3 separate regions of the Mus musculus genome follow, and all the other regions are linked to region 1. A link is a contact called in public HiCAR-type and promoter capture Hi-C data. All regions are on one chromosome and are shown on one strand. The core of a region is the stretch at or near the end of the contact, and the rest is flanking DNA. Distances in the headings are between cores, read along the strand shown.

Region 1 (3,478 bases), core at 338-2,837:
TACTATTTCTAAAGCTCAAGGAAGAGAGTAATAACACACCTGTACTAACTATGTGTGCACTCAGAAATCCTCCGAAGCACACCTATGAAGACGACATACTTCAACTGTCTTCCATAGGAATGAGCTCATTAAACTGAAGTTCTGTTGACATGAAGATCCATCTAAGACCCTAAAGACTATTTTTTTTTCCTACTCATTAACACTAATGTGTCTTACTAGGTTTCCCTGGGTGTTTATTATAATAAAAATACTGCAGCTCCCTAAGGGTTCATGGCCACACTCAGAATCTGCAAGTAACAGGATAATACACCTCACATGAGTCAACTCAGAATCAGACCAGATGAAAAAGCATCGCCATTAATTTTCCTACGAACCCGGGATGAAGCAGTTCTTTCTCCTGTGTTTCCTATTAGTGTGGGATTTAGGAGTTTGGTTAGCTGAAGGAAATAGGAAAGTAATATGGCATATGAAGAAACACCCTGGAAAAACAAGGGCTTCAAAAGTCTCTTTTGAGTGGAATGGAGAGACAACCACAATCCCGACAACCAGGTGACCAATCACAGTCCTATCGTTCAGGTATCTGGGCTATTTTAAAACGTTATCTCATTCAGAACATGCGACCCAGGGCAGAAAATGAAGGTAAGCAAGCACACTCTCAGAGAAGATTGTCCCTAAATGGCGATGCAGACTGAGGCCACTCTGTTCACAGCCCATGTTAGCACTCACACAGGTGTCACCACATTCCTGGTTCCACGAGGAAAGGACCGTTCACAGGCGGATGTGTCTTTGACCCCTGGTGTCTGGCGCTGCGTTTCCTCATCAAGCCTGGCTATTTTGGAAACTCTCCTCCGCGGACCTAAACCTCAATCTCCCCGACTATTTCATCTTAGAAAGAAGAACGGAAGTTCCTCTCCTCCAGGAAATGTTGGAGAGATCTGGAAGGGTCAGGAGCGACCCGGAACGGAAAAGTCCTATCAAAAATCAACTAAATTTAAGTCTGTCAAATCTAGCCCGAGGCCGTTCGTGCTCCTTTCCCTGTCCAGGTGGCCCTTGCAAGCATCCAGGGGTAGCCGAGATGAACCGACACCGGTCGTGACATCTCCGCTTAGCCTGTGGCTCCGTCACCCTCCCCGAGAACACAGGTACGGGTTCCGGCTCCTTCTGGAGGCGGCGCCCCTTGCTCTTCCTAACTCTGAAGCTCAGGCCAGTGCGCGGCGAGGCCGTGCGGAGGGCCAGGAGCCAGGGTGGTGGGTCCCGGGCCACGTCGCCGGCAGCCGCGCCCAGGGTGCTCCGCGGACTCGGGCCTGGCCGCCCCGGCGTCCCCCCGGGCCTTACCCGCAAAACGTGGTAGCCCTCGGTGCCGCCGCCCGGGATCTCGACGCTCTGCGAGGAGCCCATGGCGGCGGGCGATCCGTACGACCCGGCCGGCTCAGCGCTGCTCCGCCTCGCGCACCGCCCGCTTGGCGACTCCGCGTAGCTCTTGGGACGTGGCACTTGCAGCAGCCCGAGCCGGGCCGCACAGCCCGCCGGGAGATCGTCGCCCGGCAGCCACGGCCGCTGCCACGCCGCAGACAGCGCCCCCTGACGGGAGCCGGAGGGAACGATCGGAAGAGCGCAGCGGGCGGAGGCAGGGAGCGCGAGAAAGCGGAAAGACAGCCCGGAACGCGACGGCTCGCTACGGGGCCCCGGAGCAGACAAGACTTATCTCGGCGCGTTTCTACCTTCGCAGAAGGGTATTTGGTCGCAGCGCCTCCTGGTGACCAGAGGCCAGAGAGGAAGGGAGCAGATGCCGAGCACGCCTGGCGCTTGCTTTGTTTTAGGTCTTGTTTAATAAGATTGTATACCTGAGGATAGTTCACAGTGCCTTTCTGGGGTTGGAATATCAGGTATTCTCAGCTCACGTTTATAAAGAGCAGTGTTCCCTGAAATAAAAGCGGTTACTGTTTTGTTGTTTTTCTTCTCGTCCTGATAGAACACTACGGAGCTACGCAGGAGCGAGGGGCAGGGGTTGGATTTCCTTGGAATTTTGCCTGTTGCCCCACTGCACCCCTCTCAGTGTTCCCTGCCCCGTCTCCTCCCCATGCTATAGTTTGACTTTCAGTAATGGTGTCCCATCCAGGTGTTGACTGTCTTTGGTGTTTTGCAGTGTGAGCTATTATTAAGGGTTCTGAAGTATTCTAGTCCCAAATGGTTTTTCATAGTTAACCCAACACGCCACCAGTTAGATAGTCTAGTTTAAAGGATAGGTAGAGGAGCAAATGAGTGGTGCTCTAAAGAGCCAGGGGAATACAGTACGGGGACCTTTCTTCCCGACAGCTGACCAGTTCGCCATATGGAATCAGAATCATATGAAATTAAGAAGACTGGACTGAAAGAGATACCCATAGACAAAACTAAGAAATACCAGGAAGAGCTTGCATTGGGATCTGGAGTGAAGCCCAGAGGTTTCATAGTCCCTAGCCTGTGGAGGTGGAGGAACCTTGAAGGGATGGACCTTGTAGAAGGAAGTTGGAGTCTGTCCTTAAAGTAGGGAGTAGAACCCTGCCGCTTACTTTCTCTCTTTGCCTCACAGCTGCCCCGAGATGAACAGCTTTGCCAAAATAATGGAGCCAACAGCTATGGACTGAAACTACAAGCCAAACAAATCTTTCTTTCTCCTTTAAGTCGTTTTTTTGTCATTGACAAAAAGCTAACAGAAGGCCAATCTGAAAAAATTCCTAGGGCTGAAGAGGAAGGAGGCTTACGGGTTAAAAGTGTTGGCTGCTCAGTCATGTCAATGGGAATTCAGATCCCAGCACCGACAATAGACTGTCTATAATGCTTATAGCTTCAGCTCGAAGGGATCTAGCACCCTCTTCCAGCCTCAGTGTAGACACACACACACACACACACACACACACACACACACACAGAGAGAGAGAGAGAGAGAGAGAGAGAGAGAGAGAGAGAGAGAGAGCTGGGATCTTGCTGTGTTCTCCTGACTAGTCTTAAATCCCTGATTCCCAGTGACTCTCCTGCCTCAGCCTTCTGAGTAGCTGAGATATGCCACTGTGCCTGGCTTGTAAATGGCATTTTTGGTGCAATTGGAGAAACTTGAATATGGTTGCTAGAATATTAGATTTAGGAGAAGACTATTTCTTTTAATGAAAAGGAAGATAATTACTGAGGTAGGGAGCTAGTTAGAAGACAGACTGAGCCTATAGGCATATAAAATGATTTTTTAAAAATAAAGTATACATTAGTGCATTCCTCCACATAGGACTGTCTGGGATGATAAGAGAAGGGGCTATACTATGGACTTCTGAGTGGTAACTATGTATTTATCTTGGGTTCTTATGTATTCTATACTGCTCAAGGACCTGCCTTTTTATAACAATTTTTGTTTAAAAATTGAAAATAAATTACCACGTCTCTCTTTGCTGCTAATAAGCCAATTATAGTATCTTTCAAAGACCCCACGAGTCCATAGTTAAATAAA
Region 2 (3,478 bases), core at 708-3,207, 1.3 Mb before region 1:
CAGGGTACTTCCTAGCTTCCAAAGCACTAGGAAGCTTTTTCCTCCCTTCTGCTGGGGGTGAGCCAAGGACACTCAGTTTTCAAACTCAGGAAGTAAAAGAGATGAGGTACAAGCTCAGAGCGGGTGGGGGCTCTGAGCCTAAACATCCGCAGCTTATCGATCTGTCCACTCGCCTGCAGGTCAGGAACTTGAGGCTCAAGAAAAGGAGGGCCTTTTTGTAGTGTTTTGTTTGTTTGTTTGTTTTGGGTTTTGTTTGTTTTGTGTGTGTTTTTGTGGGGTTTTTTGGTTTTGTTTCATTTTTGAGGTTTTTTTGCCCACTATGAATAGTGGCATTAAACTGTGGTGCCATGTTCTAGAAATCCATGCCGAATACAATCTTACAAGCAGAAGCACAGGGATAGACGTCCTGGCCACTCCGCTCACACCGCCGCTGCCCCATGACTTCGCCCTAAGTATTCACTGACGAAAGGATCTCCAATGGATTACTGACTGTTTGCTATGCAGCTCTGCAAAGAGAAGTATGTTGCTTACTACCCAAAATTATCACTCACGGGAAGCACTATTTATAGGTTAAGTGCAAGCGCCTGATTATCTCTTGTTTTATAATTCACTTTTCCTAAAGTATTAAATTTAGATTACTGATCACATTAGCAAGCTCTTGGCTTAAATGTGCCTTTAATTCCTCCACAGAATTCTGTATGACTTAACCATCTCTTCAATTGTCTTACTGTTTACTGCATATAATTTCTCTAATATTAGAACATACCATTTTAGTCAGAAATGGGGCAATGCCTGCCAAAAATATTCTTGCTACTGTGTAGTAACTAAAAATCGAGAATGTTTATCACATTAAGTTATTCAAATGAGTTCATTTAGCTCTTTTCAGTTAGTTAATATCTTTCCATCAAAGGCCTACAATAGTGGAACAGGCACAGCCGGCCACTCTTCAGATCCTCAAGTTTGATCCGGTCACAAATCTGTTCATTGAAAAATTTTCAATATGGCAGAGCACAAAATAATTCCCACAAATGCAATTCGGATATCATGCAGATTGCTGAAGGATGTGAATCACTGGCCTTTGGCACCAAACTCTGGGACTCAGAGGCTGGTCACGCTGCAAGGCGTTTGCTTGTTTCTTTCAAAGTTCAGATGCATCACCTTTCTCCTTAGGGTAATAAACTATAATTGCTAACATACTGTGTAATGTTTACTGTTAAATTTGCAATCTGGACAAACAGAAAATTCCACCGACAGAGCCTAGAAACAACTGCAGTGTGTTGTCACCCACGGCACCTTCATCAGAGGCTGGCGAGAGCCAGCACTCTCTGCGGTTTAAATTTCTCTTTAGAGTGAGGGTCTTTTCTGCAGAAGATTAAGACGCCTCCGGTGACCTTCCTAACACAGACCTTGAGAGAGCGCCCGCGGGAAGAGGGCTGTGGATTTCAGCAAGGGACTTGACAGCTCCACTGAGTCCCTAACACTTGGTTTTCCGGAAACAAAAAAGGTGACTGCACCTGCATGAATACCCCCCTTCTCCCCGCCCCTCCTGGAAACTTAAATGACATTCTCCCTGAGGGTCTGGACAGCCTGAAGCTCGCATGTATGTACCCTCCCTGGTCTTAGTGCCCATTGGAAACCACCCACCCACCCACCCATGAATGGAGCGTGGAGTCGCAGCGGGGCGGAAGGGGACCAGGGCAGGCTGGCACCTTGTCCCCCACGGCGCCGCATTCTGTTCCCGGCACGTGGAATGCTCTCCCGCAGGTGGCACCCCACGAGTGGACCCCCGCGACCCAGATCCCGCACCCCACCCCACGTACCTTTTATCCAGGCAGGCGATCCACTCGGCCGAGGACTGAGAGTGTGCAGCGTGCGCAGCGACCATGTTGGGCAGCAGCGCGCGGTGGCCCCGGGCCGCGGCCACCTCCCGCGCGCCTCCCGGCGGGCTCCCGCGGCCTGCGGGGCGGGGACCGAGGGGCGGGCCAGGCGCGAGGCCCGCGCTGCACTGCGGCGCCCGCGTGGGAGCCCAGCCGCCCCGCCCGCCCGCCAGGAGCGGCGACCCCACGACACCTGCGGCAGGTGCCCCGCTCCGCCAGGCCCGCGTCTACCCTCACCTCGGGGGAGGGAAGAAGGGGGAGTTCTGCTGCGATGCCACCCGGTTGCGCGTGGGGAGGGGATGTCAGACTCTATATATTTTTCGTACAGCAAATGCCACTAAAATGGCTGCTGCCTCTCCGTTTCCTTAGAAACCCATTAGTCCTCCTCGGTGGCTGTCAAAACTTGCTAGCTGATCCCAGCTCACCTTTACAGTCTGCTGTTTAAATTGGGATGAGAGAGGGCAGGGCTGGGAAGGCTTGCGATGAGGTGGGGGTGGGGGACATCATGGTCTCTTGATGTGGACCCCAAAGGATAAATGATTCGGAAGGTTGAGGGGCGTTGGGGGCTGGGAAAAACAGAGACAGTCTGAAGCAAAGGACCCAGGAGACCAGAGGATTAAAAGGGGGTGCAAACTGAAGTCACTGGCCTTGAACCTCAGACTTACTTGGACTCCATGTCCCAACCACGACAAAAAGAAGCAATTAAGAATGGGATATCCCTGAGACCCATGCAGAACTAAGGTTTCAGGCCTGGAAGCCAAGTTCCTGGGCACTCCATGAACTTGGGTGGTTAGCCTCTACTCTCCCACAGCCTTCCTCTTCCCAGGTTCAGTGCGGAGGGTGGCCACAGCTGCCTGTCTTCCTGTAGGTGTTCACTGTAAGTGTTATGCCTAGAAGTCGTTCAGTTATACCCTGCCAAAAAATAAAAAAATAAAAAGAAATAAATTTACATGGACCGTTGTTCAGGAATTTGGGGACAAGTTAAATCTGTTGGACTCCTATCAAGCGCTGTTTCGATATTTGTGACATACACTTAGGAATAGGCATGGGTGGAACGGAACAGGGCTTTATCCTCGATCATTTGCTACTGTCCCTACACACACCGCCCATTTAGGGCCGATGCAGGGAGACTGGGGAGCAGGAAACAGCCTGTGCCTTCTGGGATGCTTTGATTCTCTTACAACAACCTTGACCTTAAATCTCTCCAGAAAAATTTTCCATTTCCCCATGTTCAATAGACAGGATCTGGTTTCAGACCCACAACCAAGTGTTTTCAGCAGAAACTCCCTGTTCTGGGCTTGTCCCTCAGCTGAGTTTCATTCCGTTAATCTCTATTATTTACCATAAATATCTCTTAACATATTATACCACATAAAGACTTCCAAAGGTGTCATCTTATATGGTGTGAAGGAGACATGTCTTCTAAATATTTTTTGTTTATAAAGGTATCTGAGCTATTGGGACATTTCAAGGTTACTGAACGCTTGCTCCAAATGCCTCAGAGAATACTTAGAGGTGAGGAGCCAGAGGAATAAAAGACAATATATCACCTGTCATCATTCTCATTTAGTCTGGGGGTCAGTCTGAGAGGCAGGGACAGA
Region 3 (3,478 bases), core at 714-3,213, 1.0 Mb after region 1:
ACCAGAATGTAAAACTCCAATGTGCTCACCTCTGTCTCCATTGTTTCCTTTTGTGTCTTCAATGGAATCTAAACAGTCAATGAGGACTTCCCCGGGTCTTGTTTTCATCTGTCTAAAATAAGCATAAATGCGAGGTGTATAACTTCATCTGCTGTCCATCTCCTTAGAGAGGAGAGACAGAGACACAGGACAGCCAGTACTGTAAAGTATACAGCCCGGACTGCTCATGCACTTCTAGACCCTACGAGTCAGTGGTGCCTGAACAGACCAGGGCCACTTGAGAGTCAGCTAGGACCAGAAGCGGAGTCTTGGATAACTAAATGGAAAAGAGCAAAGGATGCATGACTGAAAAAGAGGAACAGAAGGGACATGGCTCTGAAGAAAGGGCACTGACTAGGGAGAGAAGTGTAACTATGGAGAAGAGTCAAAGAACCTGAGACTGCAGGATGATAAGTATAGGCCTTATCTGTGGACAGTGGTGGACAACCCCCAGAGGTTTCTAAGTAGAGGAAGGTCGTCGGGCGGTTACGGAGAGGATGGTTTTTAAAAGGGTTGTATGAGGTGTATCCTCAGGAGGGTAGTGAGTGGGTCAGCGAGTAAAGGTGGCTACCACCAAGTTTGATGACCTGAGTGTCTGTCATCCCTGGGACCCACACAGTCAGAGGAGAGAATCGACTTCTGCAAGTTAACTTCTTCTTCTTCTTCTTCTTCTTTTTTTTTTTTTTTTTGGTTTTTCGAGACAGGGTTTCTCTGTACAGTCCTGGCTGATCCTGGAACTCACTCTGTAGACCAGGCTGGCCTCGAACTCAGAAATCCACCTGCCTCTGCCTCCCGAGTGCTGGGATTAAAGGCGTGCACCACCACGCCCGGCTTTGCAAATTAACTTCTGACCTCCACTGTGAATGATGCGCACAGAAAGCACTCTATCTCCACAGGCTCGTTTGATCCTTTGAGTTAGCTGTGTGACGACTACTCTCCTGCACTAGAATGAGGAAGGGTGTGTGATAATCAACCCCTCTTATTTTCCTGTCTTGATTTTTGAGACAGATGTCTGTAAACTGAAAATGTTCATGAAAACAGGGTTCGTCTGGATTAAGACCCACGGCACTCCCTGAACTACAGGGAAAGCCATAGAAGGTGTGTAATGAGTTACTGTACTTTGTAATTTCACAAATACCTCCTCCCTCAACTTCCAAAAGGAACGAATACTATGTTAGGCATCCAGTTACTACAAAGACTGAGAAATGTACCAATATCTCATTTTTTCTATTTTAGGAGACAGTGCTCATGATAAAGCACCATTAGGAAGCAGCTGAGGCGCCGTGTAGTTATTGATCCAAGAACTTCAGCTTCTATGTTTTCCATCACGATCTCAGCGACCCCCTCCCTGATTTCTGGGCAGGAAGGGTTTTTAACCATCTCCTCTTTTAAGCATATTCCCCCACAAACAGGGCTTCTTTATAACAAGCTCTCAAAGATTTAGATAAGGACTAAATGAAATCTTAGCTCCGACACAAGCTTTGCGTGGTCGGGAGTTTTGGAGAATTCTCACTCCCACCGCCCTCATTTTACAGACACGCCAACCGTGCAGAGGCCCGTAGTGTGCAATGCTATTCCGGATTTTGTTCTAGAACCCTGCTTTCCGGAATCCCTGCCCTATGTCCCCTCCACCGCAGGACGCGGAGGGTCACAGCCTTGATGGGCGCACACTGAGATAGGCCGCTGGCCAGGGCAGGGCCGAAGACCGCAGGGGACCATAGTCACGGGGTCTCAGCGCATCCTGAGACTCACTGCGAGGACACGTCGAAGCGCACGTCGCGGTCCTCCCACAACACGTCCAGCACAGACATGGTGACCGAGGGAGCTCGCCGATGAAATCCACAGTGGCTGCTCGGCGGCGTCTTATGGGCGCCAAGGCAACGCGCCGGCTTTGTCACGACATCTACGGCGGGCGCCGGGGCCCAAGCTTCCACCAGGTAGTGTGCGCTCTTTTCCCAGCCCGTTTGCGTCATTTGGTCTTGTTGAGGCGGGTGGCTGGGAAGCTGCTTCACTTCTGAGTCACCTCTCTGTTCTCTGCGCAGAACTTTAGCCATTTCAGCTTTCCTGCTGTTTTCCTACACCATTTAGAAATCTTAACTTCATCAAATTACATTACTGGTTTGATGGGGCTCTGACCCTGCCCACCTCCCATACCCTGGTGGCCTGGATCTCTGGCTACATTCCAGCCCGAGGCTCAGAACCTGTTAGAGGTCCTACTACATCTGGTCAGAACCATTGCTTCCCTAGATTCGTATAGTGCCAGCCCTTGCGTCCTATTTCACAAATCAGCTCTGGGGTCCCTCTATTGTGAGCAAACAAAACGTAGACACCTGATTCTTAAAGTTCACCGCATTGATCAATGTGCAGCACAGAGTACAAGATAAACTATGTCTCTGTCTCTCCTCCCTCTCCCCCTTCTCCCCTTCCCCCTCCCCCTTTCCTTTCTTCCTTTCTTCCTTTCTTCCTTCCTTCCTTCCTTCCTTCCTTCCTTCCTTCCTTTCTTTCTTTCTTTTTCTTTCTTTTTTTTTTTTTTGACATGGTCTCCCTTTGTGGCCCAGACTGGCCTCGAAATGTAACAGCTTCAGTTTCCCTAATACTGGGATTATAAACATACTTTATATATTTTTAAACGAATCAAATGGCTTTCTTTTACTATATGAAAATTATCAATAAACAAGTAACACGTTAAATAAATTACTGCTTCACAAAGAGTGATCTGGGGTCTCCTGGGCATACTCAGGAGCCTCTCATGGTTCCATAAGCAGAGTGACGTGAAAACACTTGCCTTTTAAACTCTAGCTGGGTCACGGGTTCACATTATGTATAACTGAGTATGTAAGCACACAGAACACTTCATTTGCTGTTTGTATTCTCCAAGACAGGGTTTCACTTGTGGGCCAAACTGGCCTGAAACTTACGATGTAGCGGCTTTGAACTCCCATCAACCCTCCCACCTCAGCTCCAGAATGCTGGGATTAGAGCCTCTCTACCCAGCTACTTGTTTAATGCACTATGGTGTTTTGGTTTTAGGATTTATTATATTATTCAAATCCTGTTAACGTTCATCTTCCTGCTCAGCCTCCTGAGTACTAGGATTGCAGTGTGAACCACCATGCTCACCTTTAAAAAAAGGTGACATGGGATTTGGTATGCTGCTGGAAGTAATGGCACACATCTTTTTTTTTTTTTTTTTTTTTTAAAGACTTATTTATTTATTATTATATGTAAGTACACTGTAGCTGTCTTCAGACACACCAGAAGAGGGAGTCAGATCTTGTTACGGATGGTTGTGAGCCACCATGTGGTTGCTGGGATTTGAACTCTGGACCTTCGGAAGAGCAGTCGGGTGCTCTTACCCACTGAGCCATCTCACCAGCCCCCAATGGCACACATCTTTAATACAGCACTTGGGAGAAAGAGGCAGACAGATCTTTGTGAG

Evidence for each region. Promoter capture Hi-C pulls out the DNA fragments that hold promoters and counts their contacts. HiCAR-type assays count read pairs that join an accessible place to other places.
Region 2: a contact with region 1 is called in a promoter capture Hi-C map of second pharyngeal arch cranial neural crest. The contact joins the promoter of Rapgef4 here to the promoter of Gorasp2 in region 1. A contact is called at or near these places in 4 of 39 promoter capture datasets (the HPC-7 cell line, cranial neural crest, frontonasal cranial neural crest and 1 more).
Region 3: a HiCAR-type map of astrocytes shows a contact between it and region 1, with 2.3 times the contacts expected there. The contact joins the promoter of Bbs5 here to the promoter of Gorasp2 in region 1. A contact is called at or near these places in 1 of 39 promoter capture datasets (the 3T3-L1 cell line), 1 of 15 datasets of contacts at CTCF or cohesin (embryonic stem cells), 3 of 484 Hi-C or Micro-C datasets (B cells and cortical neurons), 3 of 115 datasets of contacts at active chromatin or transcription factors (astrocytes, embryonic forebrain and stem cell-derived neural progenitor cells) and 1 of 9 other capture datasets (liver).

Annotation. Positions count from the first base shown.
Region 1 is chr2:70,659,618-70,663,095 of GRCm38.p6, reverse strand. Gorasp2 (golgi reassembly stacking protein 2) reads right to left here and starts at 1,587. Exons shown (of 10, transcript NM_027352.4): 1 at 1,336-1,587. The coding sequence starts at 1,398.
Region 2 is chr2:71,979,694-71,983,171 of GRCm38.p6, reverse strand. Rapgef4 (Rap guanine nucleotide exchange factor (GEF) 4) reads right to left here and starts at 1,957. Exons shown (of 31, transcript NM_001204165.1): 1 at 1,821-1,957. The coding sequence starts at 1,885.
Region 3 is chr2:69,645,656-69,649,133 of GRCm38.p6, reverse strand. It overlaps Bbs5 (Bardet-Biedl syndrome 5 (human)), which reads right to left and starts at 1,963. Exons shown (of 12, transcript NM_028284.3): 1 at 1,792-1,963; 2 at 30-112. The coding sequence starts at 1,850.